Linked DNA regions of Mus musculus: region 1 is linked to region 2. Evidence: chromatin contacts called from public Micro-C data. All regions are on one chromosome and are shown on one strand. Each heading gives the region's core, a stretch centred on a gene start, on an enhancer-like site or on the middle of the called end of the contact. The rest is flanking DNA. Distances are from core to core; before and after follow the strand shown. Region 1 has its middle 58 kb from the start of Gm14635. Region 2 has its middle 61 kb from the start of Gm46687.

The links. A called contact is a pair of places that touch in the nucleus more often than the background predicts.
Region 1: a contact with region 2 is called in a Micro-C map of the G1E-ER4 cell line, with 2.7 times the contacts expected there. The contact joins two enhancer-like sites. A contact is called at or near these places in 2 of 39 promoter capture datasets (liver and trophoblast stem cells), 16 of 484 Hi-C or Micro-C datasets (the G1E-ER4 cell line, the N1E-115 cell line, cerebral cortex and 4 more), 10 of 115 datasets of contacts at active chromatin or transcription factors (embryonic stem cells, epiblast stem cells, neural progenitor cells and 1 more) and 2 of 9 other capture datasets (liver and pancreatic islet).

The regions. Positions count from the first base shown.
Region 1 is chrX:12,294,412-12,300,168 of GRCm38.p6, forward strand. No RefSeq gene overlaps it. Among named protein-coding and RNA genes, the nearest start is that of Gm14635, 58 kb to the right of the region's middle. Within about 2 kb of position 2,285, at least 18 of the 459 cell types and tissues checked have an H3K27ac peak or open chromatin away from gene starts, as enhancers often do. A contact at or near this core is called in the G1E-ER4 cell line, where this site is marked.
Region 2 is chrX:12,150,617-12,156,891 of GRCm38.p6, forward strand. It overlaps a transcript of Bcor not described here. Among named protein-coding and RNA genes, the nearest start is that of Gm46687, 61 kb to the left of the region's middle. Within about 2 kb of position 1,770, at least 80 of the 459 cell types and tissues checked have an H3K27ac peak or open chromatin away from gene starts, as enhancers often do. A contact at or near this core is called in the G1E-ER4 cell line, where this site is marked.

The DNA of each region.
Region 1 (5,757 bases), core at 1,035-3,534, 140 kb after region 2:
GGAGGGGTCATGAGAGGGGGTAGCAGCGGAGAATATGAGCACGAATCAGGACTGGGGTCCTCAGGAAAGACAAAAAAGAGAGAGTGGAAGGAAGGTTAGGGAAGGTGAGTTGGCAGGAGATGCTTGAAAAATACCTACAGCTTCAGCTGGGGTAGTCAGAGGCCAGGCCTCTTCCAGTCACCTTGCCAGCCTCTGCCAAAGCCAGGATCGGATCACAGCACCTGGATGTGCGGAGCAGTGGAGCCAGCTGCAGTCACGTCTCCCACGCCAGCTGTTCAGGACTTCGGTCCCTCAGCCATGTCCCTCCCCAGGCGGTGGCTACCTGACTTACCACAATGCCCCCCCCCCCGACACCCCAGGTCTGGCCTCCTCTTCCCCTGGGGAGCTGGCTGCTCCCCAGTCCTGTTTTTGCCAGGGCCTGGGAGTCCTCCGCAGCCATGGCTGCCAATTATAGTGCAAGCCCATTCATTTGCTGGCTTGGCTCTTTGGATTTTGTCATTTGCTATGCGGAGGTTTTCTTTCTGACTAATTTGTTTACCAGGTTTAATTCTTCAATCATGTTTTCATTTTAAGAGATTTCAGGGTAATTATGAACTTTGAATAAACCCATCTGAGGCACTGAAAGGCTCCGTGCGCAGCTCTGTCAGGACCTGCGTTCCTCCACTGAGGAGGTTCCTGCGTGAACCTGACCTTGCCTGCCCACCCCCAGCTCTGCTCTTGTAATCAAAAACAGCTGGGCTGCTTAAAGCCAAGGTCAGGATCGAAGAAAAATCTACAGTTGCAAACAGACCGAGGCAGGGGTGGGAGTGAGCCTGCAGAACCTGTTCCCTTATGATCCTGGGCAGAGGGGGCACTGCCTAGGCTGACCCAAACACTGCCACCCAGGAATGTAGTCACAGCAGGATGTAAAGGGCTCCTGGAGAGGGACAGTAGCTCCCCACTACTTTTCTTGGGGCTTTTGACTGGACTCTGCATTAAGTGGATGTAAAACTGATTAACAGATGAAAAAAACCTTTTAATGACTGTAACTACACGTACCCGTCCCACAAAAAGCCGCAAGCTTCAGAGAAGGCCAGATGACTGAAACTCATCCAGCATCCTCGACCACAGGAAGGAAGAGGAGCCTGGGGGCTTCTACAAGTGGTAGAAACAAATTATGGGAGGATTAGGGAGGATATGTACGAAGACTAAAGGTTTGAACTACATTTGTTTTAGACAGGAGTCAGCGAGATGGCCCAGTGGTTAGGTGTGCGGAGAACCCGAGTTCGGCTCCCAGTGATCACATAATTTGGTTTACAGCCACCTGTAACTGCAGTTCCAGGAGTTCGAAGCCCTCTTCTGTCTGAGAGGACATCTGCATACATGTAAGGAGAATGTGTGCGCTTACACACATGACATGCATTCTCTCTCTCTCTCTCTCTCTCTCTCTCTCTCTCTCTCTCACACACACACACACACACACACACACACACGCACACACACACACACACCTCTTACTATTTGAAGTCTTGCTTGCTGTGTTGTTCAGGTGTCCCTAAACTCCTTGGTCAAGCCATCCTCTTACCTAAGTAGCTGGGACAATAGGCAGTGACCCCTTTCAAAGCTGTCTTGATATATAGATCCAAGTCTCCCACGTCTTGAGAGGTGGGAAGTCTTTTTTTTTTTTTTTTCCCTGATGCTGGCAATTTCACTAATGAAATTTGCCTTTGTAAAACTGAAGCTTTACAGAGCTATTTCTGTATTTTCAATTTCTCAAAATAACCTGCTCAAAACAATCAATATTCCAAAGAGGGGTGTTTTGGTGTGGTATATTCTGCTTTTGGGGGGGGCAGTCATATTTAAAGGTGGTATATATCCTGAGTCCCCCCAAAAATATTTGTAGGTGACACCCAGGTAGTATGTATGTAGCTCTAGACCGATTGAACAGCAGGCCAGAGGCAATTTCTGAACCTTCAGGAGTTAAATAGAAATGTACCAAAGATGACAGTGACAATTCCCATTCTATCAGTTTGAAGGCTTGCCACAAAGGCTCTGAGGTAGGAGGAGGCATTTTGGGAGTATATCACATGGCATATTTGGGAGGTAGTGCTGAGACGCCGTGGAATGAGGTTTCTTGTTCAGTAGGGTTCTTCTGTCAGGCCTAGGTGTGATCTGACATCCAACCAACCGACAGAAAAGCAGGAAATACCACCAGGCCCCCAGATAGTCTTGACTGTCACAGTTTCTCAGCTAGTGTGCCTGGCTCCTTGGTGTGCTAGGATAGGATGGTCACTATGTGAGCATATGAATTATGTTCCGGTTTCTGTGCCTTATCAGCACCATGCAGGAGGGCAGCCTGAGTCCAGCATCTTATCAGCATCAACAAATTAGTGTTGCTTAATTTGCATATCCACAGCAATCATATAGCCAGCAGGGCTAGTGGTTGGTGTATGAATCGTAACTAGGCTAGATATAGCTGGCTTAGCTAATTTGCATCCAGCCAATTGTAGCAAAGGTGTGAAGAAAAAACCTGCCAAGGGAACCAGTCACAGGCAAAGAATTCTCCATGGTAAAGTATGAGACCCCGGAGCGCCCCTAGCTTTGTAATGCTGCTTCTGCTACAGGGGAGAGACTCTTGCAGCGGATCCCATCCAGGTCACTGCTGGTCACTGCTGGCCAGAGGGAGGGAGGGAGCAATCACGCTATCTTAGTTTGAGTTTTCCAGAAGCAAGGCAGAGACAAAGCAGCAACAAGGGAATTGTGGGTGTCAGGAGAGACAGCTAAAGATGGCTGCAGGAGGAGGCTGGGGATGTTATTTGCTTAGCATGCACGAAGCAAAACTCTGTGTTCCAGCCCCAGCGTTGCATAAACAGATGATGGTGGTGCATAGCTGGAATCCCAGTTCTCTGGAGACAGAAGCAGGAGAATTGGGAGATCAAGGTCATCTCTGGGTACAGAGCAAGTCAAGGCCAGTCTGGGCTGCATGAGACCCCACTTTTAAAAAAACAAATAAGAAGAAGGCTGAAGGAGCAAGCCAAGGACCTCTGGTGACTGCTGGATGGCTAGATTGTGCCCCACTAAATTACTTTGTTGACATTCGAACCCTCAAGATTCCAGAGTAATGTGGAGTAAGCCCCATAGACATGCCCTCGAGGGGACACACACACACACATTCTTTGGGGGAAACAACATAAAACAGAGGCTTCCAAGTGTAGTTTGTGTCAGTCATTCCTTTGAGCTGTTTCCAGGGGACCGATAACTCCTGTATGTCCAGTTCAATTCCAGCAGGCAACATAGCTTCAGCAACCGGTAGGAAAATGCAGGTGAAGTGAGGCAAGGTCGTCACGGGGCAATCGGGCTGGAAGGTGCTGCTGGGTAAAAGTTCGAAAGGGCTTCTGTATGAGGGAACAAATGGTCACTGCTTCAAGGGTCTGAGAACTCAAAAAAAAAAAAAAAAAAAAAAGAACATTTTAGGAACCTGTTTGGAAGCTGAGTAAACTTTGTCCCCAAGGAGTGGGTGTATGATTTTCGTAGTGACAAAAAGACAGTCTAGACAAAATACAGACCTTTCCCCCCCAGTTTTTCAAGACAGGGTTTCTCTGTGTAGCCCAGGCTGTCCTGAAACTCCCTCTGTAGACCAGGCTGGCCAAGAACTCACAGAGATCTGCCTGCCTCTGCCTCCTGAGTGCTGGATTAAAGACCTGTGCCACCACTGCCCAGCTCAGACTTTTTTTTGTTGTTGTTGTTAAAATTCTTTTTTTTAAAGTTTTTTTTAAAGATTTATTTATTTATGTATATGAGTACACTGTAGCTGTATAGATGGTTGTGAGCCATCATGTGGTTGCTGGGAATTGAACTCAGGACCTCTGCTCACTTGGGCCCGCTTGCTCCGGCCCAAAGATTTATTTATTATTATATGTAAGTACACTGTAGCTATCTTCAGATGCACCGGAAGAGAGCATCAGATCTCATTACAGATGGTTGTGAGCCACCATGTGGTTGCTGGGATTTGAACTCAGGACCTTCAGAAGAGTAGTCAGTGTTCTTAACCGCTGAGCCATCTCTCCAGCCCCCCAACTCAGACTTTTATTCTCGATAATTCTATGTAATGTTATATAACTAATAAACAAAGGTCATTTGCAAAGCCTATTTCTGGTTAGCTTCCATACCAAAGCCATGGGAGTGAACAGAACATATGGACAACGGGCCTGGGGCAGTCTGCTCTCTGTCATTGAGTTTGGACTTGAGCAGCAGGTAAGACTAAGGGAACAGCTCTTTGAATCAGTGTCCTAGATAGATGTCAAATCGCTGAAACCAGTAGGAAGACCTCGATAGGAAAGATTTCTGGAAGGCTATGAGATACTCTCCAGACATATGGGAAGGCAGCAGGGCTCCCGGCCAAGAACATTCTGGTGAATGCGTAGGTACAGGGCAAAGAATAGGACTTTCTGGTACTCTGTGCCAACTTCTGTGGGATGCTGTCGTGGTTCCACCACTGTTCCTGCCTTAAGATTCAAAGGGGTGCCCTAGGGCAGGTCCTAGCTATGGGGGTTAGAAGGTTCCAGCACAGAGCCTTGGCCATGGTCTTTTCTTTTTCCTTTCTAAATGAATTATCTTTACTAAGTTTATGTGTCCGTTTGTTCATCTCTCTGTGTGGGTACGTACATGGAAGTGCAGGTGCCCTTGGGGTCCGGAAGAGGGTAGTAGATTCTCTAGAGCAAGTTCCAGGCAATTGTGAGCTGCCTGATGTGAATGCTAAGAACCAAATTTGGGGGCCCTGCAAGAGTCACTCAAATGCTCAACTCTGCAGGCAACTCTCCAGCCCCGGCACGATTTTTTCTAAGTGGGAGTAAGGCCCTGTGTTTCTTCAAATAAGGAATGCCTCTGAGGAAGATAATCTTTGTCCCTGGCACACGAATGACAATAGATTCTAGAAAGGGGCAGAGTGTGTGTGTGTGCGCGCGCGCGTGCGCGCGCTCGGGGAGGGGGGTAGGGGTGGATTTACTCTGGTAGGTCCGGGGACCTTCACCCAGCCCCAGGACATTTAGTGAGACAATGGGGTAGGCTGGAGGTCTTTCTGCCTGTGAAGTGGGTGCCTTTGTCTGGGGCTCCCTGTGAGGCTCACATGACCCCAAGGCACAGGAACAGGCAGGCTGAATGACTCACAAAATAGTGGCTTAAAACTGACAGTCACTGGGGCTGCTGGGAAATCTGAAGACTGATTAGAGTCAGCCAGGTGGTTCTCTGGAGGAGGTGGCCTTAGGCTATGGTGACTTGATGGCAGGCAGGTCTGGAGTATCTCAAAGGCTTCCTCCCTCTTGTGTCTGGTTCCTAGGATGGAACAACTCAAACAGATCTAGGGAGAAGCAACTGGAGTCCTTTCGCCTTCTCTCTATCTTTCTGTGGTCTCTCCAAATGGCTCCCCAACATGGCTGCTCATGGCAGGGGGACTGTTCCTATGACAGCTCTGGCCTTCCAAGAAAGGTGAAGCAGTGTTTTCACTATGTCCCTCTTCCCCTTGAGAAAGGCCAGCATATGTGTTCGAGAGGAGGGGACTGGACTTCACATCACAGAATTTTCGGACACTCTTAAAACCATCACAAGGAGCCAGGAGGTGGGCAGCATTCTCTGCTCCATGTAACTGTCCAACTGGACCAGTTCACTGTTCTTCATTTTCTACTTGGCTGCAGGTTTCCTACGGTTCAGCAAGGCTAGAGTTTCCGATCCTAGCAGCATGTTAGGACAGAAACCGTTTGCCACTTGCGAACTACACCTATC
Region 2 (6,275 bases), core at 520-3,019:
AAAGCCAGGCGGTCTCTGGGGCTTTGGACCAGTCATCTGGCTCTGCCTTCCTCCTCCCAGCAGAGCTGGCTGCTGGTGAGGCCAGGAGGCCAGGTGTGGGGGCAGGCAGGAAGCAGAGGCAGTCAAGACCCTCCGACTCTCCAAGACGCCTGACCCAGGCCCTGGCTCTAGCAAGCGGCATTCCCAGAAACAGGCTGGTGACTCACAAATGCCAGGCTCTTCTGAGAAAGCCAAGCTGGGGTGGCGGGTGCCCACCTCTACCCAACAGCTCTTTCCTGATTTCTACCCGCTTCAATCCTGTCCCAAGAACCTGAGACCCCCTCTGCCCTGCTCCCTCTGAGTACAGCCTTTTGCCTCAAGAGTTTCTGAAAATGATTTAAAATGAAGGGGGCGAGGAGGAAGCATCCTAAAAACGCACTTTTGAAAAGAAAAAAAAAAAAAAAAACCTCACCTCAACCGGTTTTTTTTCTTTTCAGCTAGTCTGGTATAATTTTCCATAAAACAAAAGAATAAACATTACAAACGTTCGCTCACACTGTAATGAACAACCATTCTTAAAGAAGGGACGAGATTAATATGAAAAATAGGTTGTCCCAAGCCACCGTGTGTCCCGCACCTGTCTCTGTGTGTGCATAAAAAAAGCTCTTGGGGGATCGGATGGGTTAAACACCCTCTCAGTCCTAGAAACGAAAATGCATTTTCTTCTTCCCGCCCTGGTTTAATCCTGCTGCGTGTTATTATTGTCAAGTCTCTTCGCACCACCGTTTCTAAAAAGAAAACCCGTGGGTCTGCACGGCCCTCTGCCGCCTGCTCGGCTTTTATTGTGCACGCAGCAGGGTCTGCGTGGATCCAGCACGTCGTGACAGTCTTGCAGGCGCTCGCGGACACCCTCGGAATGGCATTTCGATCTGAGCTAGGAGCATTGTCTCAGAGGACACACACACACACACACACACACACACACACACAGGGGTTGCAGACCCCTTAGCCAGCCCTTCTCGTAACCCATAATTAGAGATGACCTTTGAGAAAGGCAATTAAAATATGGTAATGATCGATGCACTTGCTTGTTTCCAAAAAGGCAAATAAATAAAACAGGTGCTAGCTTTAGCCAGCTCCACCTGGCCGGGCCGGGGAGACTCCTGTGGCTCATGAATGAACTCTTTCTCCAGAGAAGCTTCAGCTACCTACGTGAGCGAGGGTTCCACCCCCTACTACTTTCTCTTCCCCTCCCCCACCCACGCTCGAGCAGCCGGGAGCTTGCTGACGGCAGCGGGGCTTTGTCATCGACACGCACACATCGACACGCACACGCACGCACCGGGCCACCGCGGGACTGCGGCGGCTGCCCTGTTGTGGCCTGGCTCACCGCGTTCTCCTCCCCGCCCCCTCTTTTAAAGAGCTGCTCGGGACCCTTTCTTTCCATCCTTTCCATGGGCCTTTGCGGCCAGTAATATGGGGGTGGGGGTTCCCTCCGGGTGCGGGATGGGCAGAGAGGACTCTGAACCCAAAAAGAGGTCAGGATACGCGGACCCCACGGCTTTGTTTTGCCCCTTGCTCCTGCCCTGAGGTCGGCAAAGCCCTCGCCAAGCTAAAGATCTACTGGCAAATAGGCAGGCGCATTGGAAAATACCAGCACTTCCCCAGGACCAAAGCGGACTGTGACCCCCTACACCCCTGAATTCACTCGGGGTTTGGTCTGGGTGGAGAGCATGTCCCCCCGCCCCCCGCAGGATCTCCCTTCCACAAGTGGCTATCCCAACCCAGACAAATTGCAGCGTCATTATGGTGGCTCCTGTTGCTTGAGGCCTCGGGGTTACTTGGGCTTCACACGCACCCCACTTCTACACTGAGGAGAGGGCCGGGGTGGGGGGGGGGGGAGAGGGGCAGGAACCCGGGATCCCTGGGGACTGCCTGGAGGAGAAACCGCATCGGGCCTTCTTCCCATTCCTCCCGGCTGCCTTCCGGGACCATGAGCACGGAGCCAGGGCGGCCTCTCGCCTTTCATTACCGGGCCTACGAAAGCAGCAGCCCAGGCAAATATGTAGCTATTAAAATTAATCGCCCTGCGTTGTCAGCTGAACATAATGCAAATTATTTATGGGCTGTCTGCGCAATATTTATCATCGTGCAGGCTCCAGGCGCTTAGTGCCTTCTGGCCTACCCCGCCCGCCCTGGCCCGCGGAGGCCGAAGATGAACGCAGGCTGCAGCGGCCCAAGGGAAGATCTGGGCACCCCAATAGTCTTCCCAGGACGAGGCTGTGTATCAGTCTGTCTTCCAGGCCCAGAGATTCACTTTAGTTTCTATCGTACATTGCTAATATTTTTGGAGGCCTACTACGTGCAAAATTGACAGGCCTGAGAAACTAAGGGTGTGTGTGTGTGTAACCATTTTAAACACACTTCTGAATCACAGGCAGGACGTGAGTTCGAGCGGCGATGCAAGCAGATCTTTGACTGCCTAAGAGAGTCTAATGAGACCTCAAATCAGTGCCCCATCTGGGAAACCCAGTTCTCCAAAACTGGATTTGCACTGGAAGAAACTATGGGCATTGGATGTGCCCAACAGATCCCGGCTCAATTGGAACAGGAATTCGGCATCCTCCGAGCCCTAGAACTTGTTTGGTGACCGCAGATAACAGATTAACTGCTAATAGTCGAAATCCGCCGAGCGTTTAGTTTATCACTGCTGGGGGCCCTAGGTATTCATTGCACTTTTTTTATATGTAAAAACAGCCTTGCTACCTCCCAAACGGCTTTTGTTTCTCTTTCAAATACAGTGCTCTCGAAAACAGCAGCAACACGCCACCCCGCCCCCTCTCCAACCTCGCCTTCTGGTTTAAAAAACACAAAACAAAACAAAAACCAGGAGGAAAAATAATCTATAAGACAATCCCCCCCTACTGGTCGGCGCTGGCCTAGGGGCTTTTTCCGCAGACCGAGTCGCCCAAGGCTGCCGAGGTAAACAAGCTTTCTGAACCTCGGTTAAATCACAAAGGGGAAGAGCCGAGGCTGCCAGGCACGGGGAAGCCTGAGGATCCAGCTTGGGCATCCAGGCGGGAAGGGCTTAGGGTTTAGGACAGTGAGCTGGAGGCTGGTTAGTCCTAGCCAGAGGCCGCGCGTAGCCAAGGAAGTGAGAGGGAGGCCCGTGGAGCTCAAGCAGAGACTCTCCACTACATCACCTCTAACCCCACCCCGCGCCAAATTAGAGAGGTTGGGTTAAAGCTCTGCCTAGGCCTTTATCCCTTTTGCACCTGGCCACCACCCCAGGCCAGTAGGATTGCTTGAATCCTTCAGGGAAGATTACAGAGCACCCCTCACCTCCCCATTCTGAGTAGTTCTAGGCCTCCAGGAAACACCAGCAGGCCTAAGTCTTTCTTTTCATATTCATTTTAAGCCAAGTCGTTGCCTAGCTTCCTGGTCTTCGCCCAGCAGACCTACATCACCTTGCTGTTCAAATCTGTCAAGTCCTACTTCCCGGTCCCAGATTGTGTGTGTGTATGTGTGTGTGTGTGTGTGTGTGTGTGTGTGTGTGTGGTGGGTGGGCTATCTACCAGCATCTGCTCTCCAGACCTACATTAGGGGGACAAGGCCAAGAAGCTACTTTGAATTTATATTCTTCCGGTTCTTGTCTTAAAATGTGGTTTAATCCATTTTAAAGGACTATTTTCGTTCTCATTAACCTCGAATTTTAATGGTGAATTTTTCTTAGAGCATTCCAAAGATTCGCCCATTCTTCAGAAACTTAATTCGAAGTGATGTAAAAGAAAGGGGTGGGGATTCCTGGTCTGAACGTGCTTTGGGCTTGACTGTATCTTCCATAGCCTTGCAGGGATGGGGGGGGGGTGGTCTTAGTTCTACTTCTTAATTAACAAAGCTCTGGTGCCTTCCATGTGTGGGAGAGACCCTGACCACAGCGAAATGGACGGGCCAAGCTGCCTTTGCAAAGCACTTTAATACTTCCAGCCTCTTCAATCTACTTAAGGAGGGCAGAGGTAGTGTTAACTCTCACAGAGGGGGAGGCTGCCTCTACTAGCCCCCAAGTTTCAAAGTGTTTGTGTTCATCATTGAAGTGTGGTCAGAAGCCAGGTGCAACCTGTCTGCTCCCGTTGAATACCCATGCTACCCTGAATCAGTGTCATTTGGTTAAAATGGTGCATCGTTTTTGTTTTGGTTTGGTTTGTTTTCTGGAAGCTGCCTACCCTACCCCCCCCCCCCCCCCGCTTCAGACGATTTCCCTTCATAGCCTAAAAAAAAAAAAAAACAGGAATTGTCTGTGTCAATTCCGACTCCCGGCCACGGAGGGCTATTTTAAAGTGTTTCTGCAGACAGACCCTCTGGCCCCGCCGGAAGTGTTTTATGGACCTGTGAGTCCAGTTAATCCCAGGAGGCGAGGAAGGATCAGCCCGGGGTGTGGGAATCCTGTGTTTAGGTTATCCTTATGGGACTTTGGGGGGGGGGGGACACTTAGTGACTTTGGCAATATAATGTGCCCTCTCTCCATGAAACTCGAGATTTGAACCAACGAGGAAGGAAACAGGACAGGCCCCCATCGAGGTGTGGCCTGGGGAGGAGGGGTACACTCTGGGACCACAGTGAACTTGGTAGGCAAAGTCGAGAGCACAGTTGTGTGAGCCAGTCCCCCACCCCAACCCCCGGCCCTGACTTTATCTTTCTAGCCTGTGGAAAGCGAGAGAGCCGCGACCCGGGAAGGAGCCTTAAAGAAACATTCAGGAGCGACTCGCGACTGGAAGATGGCAGCGGCTCCCCTGGGTTTCAAGGTTCCAAAAAAGGTGTTCTGCCTTGAGGAGTGAGGACTCCTGCTCCGCCCCCCCTCTGACAGTCTCTCCCAGGGTCCCCAAACCACTAAGCCCCCAAGTGCGCCTAGGCCGCTCAGCCTCTCCAGAACACGTAGGGATGTCACACTGTGGTCCACATAAGCTGTGCGGTGCAAACCTACTAGTCCTCTTGGGAGATAGGATTTACTCTCCCGTCCCCAAATTCAGACACAGGCTAAGGTCTCCTATTTTTACTCCTGTGTCTCTCGGAAGCACGGGTAGAATCGATCCTCTCTAGCAGCTGCCACTTCTCGGGGGACAAGGGAGTCCATAGGCCTGGCTGTGCGCCCCAGGCTTTAACAGCGTGTGCACTTATGCGGGCTGGGGGGGGGGGGGAGGGGCACAGCCTTCCCCACCTGGACTCTTCGAAGCAAACAATCGCCGCGAGCTTTCGAAGCACCAGAGCGAGCCAGGAAGAGGAAGGGAAAGTGGAGGCCTGGAGCGCGCTTGGAAAGCGTGTTTGTGCGCGCGCTCGGGGGAATAGGGAGCTGGTGGTAATCGGGCTGGATTGAGGGCAAACAACCGGATCCAGCCGTCCCAACTGGGCTCTCCAGCTCCAAGCAGGGGAGCTTAGCTCAGGGCTGGCGCCTCAAGTGGAGAGAAGACCGGAGCTTCTGGAGGCGCCACTGGGCATCTAGCCAGACCCACCGGAGGAGCCTAGGGGCGCGCCTGGAGACGGGGGACCTGCACGAACCAGTCACCACCGCGGGTGGCCGTTTACCTAAGCCTCACAGGACCACTGAAGATAGGCGATAAGGAGTTCCTGAGCAATCGGCTACCCCCAGGCCCTAGTCACCTCCGGCGGACGTGACTGCCGGATGCTATGCGGCTAGGTGGGCTAGGGGCCTTTGCACTGTCTCCCTTGGCCCTTTCTGTGCTGCAGAGTCACGAGTCACAGTAGATTCTGTTACCTAAGTCTGGAGTTTTCCTTGCGCCGGCGGGGGGGGGGGGGCAGCCAAAGATGTTGGGCATCTTAAGCCACAAAATTTTGGGAGGGTTGGGAGGGAGGTTTTTTCCCTTAGGGGGGGAAAACCCTTAAATCACACAGGCTACAGCGTGGGAGAGGCCACACGGCCCTCTTAGGGCTTTGGGCAAGCTGCTTAACAGTTCTGGACCCCAGGGGCGACACAATTAAGGCAAGGAAAGCAGTCTTAGTGTCCACCTCATAATAGAGTTGGTCAGAGGAGAATAGGCTTCCTGTGTGTAGACCACGCCAGTGCCACATATGCTTGCTAGGGTATTATTGTATTCCCTTCCTATGGGTAAAGGGGGGGGGGGCACTCTCCCCCGAAGTTAAAGTTACCCCAGGTCTCTCGGGAGGCATGTTTGGGCAAAGTGGAGAGTACGTTCACTGTTTTTGTCCACAAGATAGTTAAAGCAAAAATGGCCTCAAACTATCTCTTGACTCCTTAACCTTAAAGGCCTGACTTGGTGGTG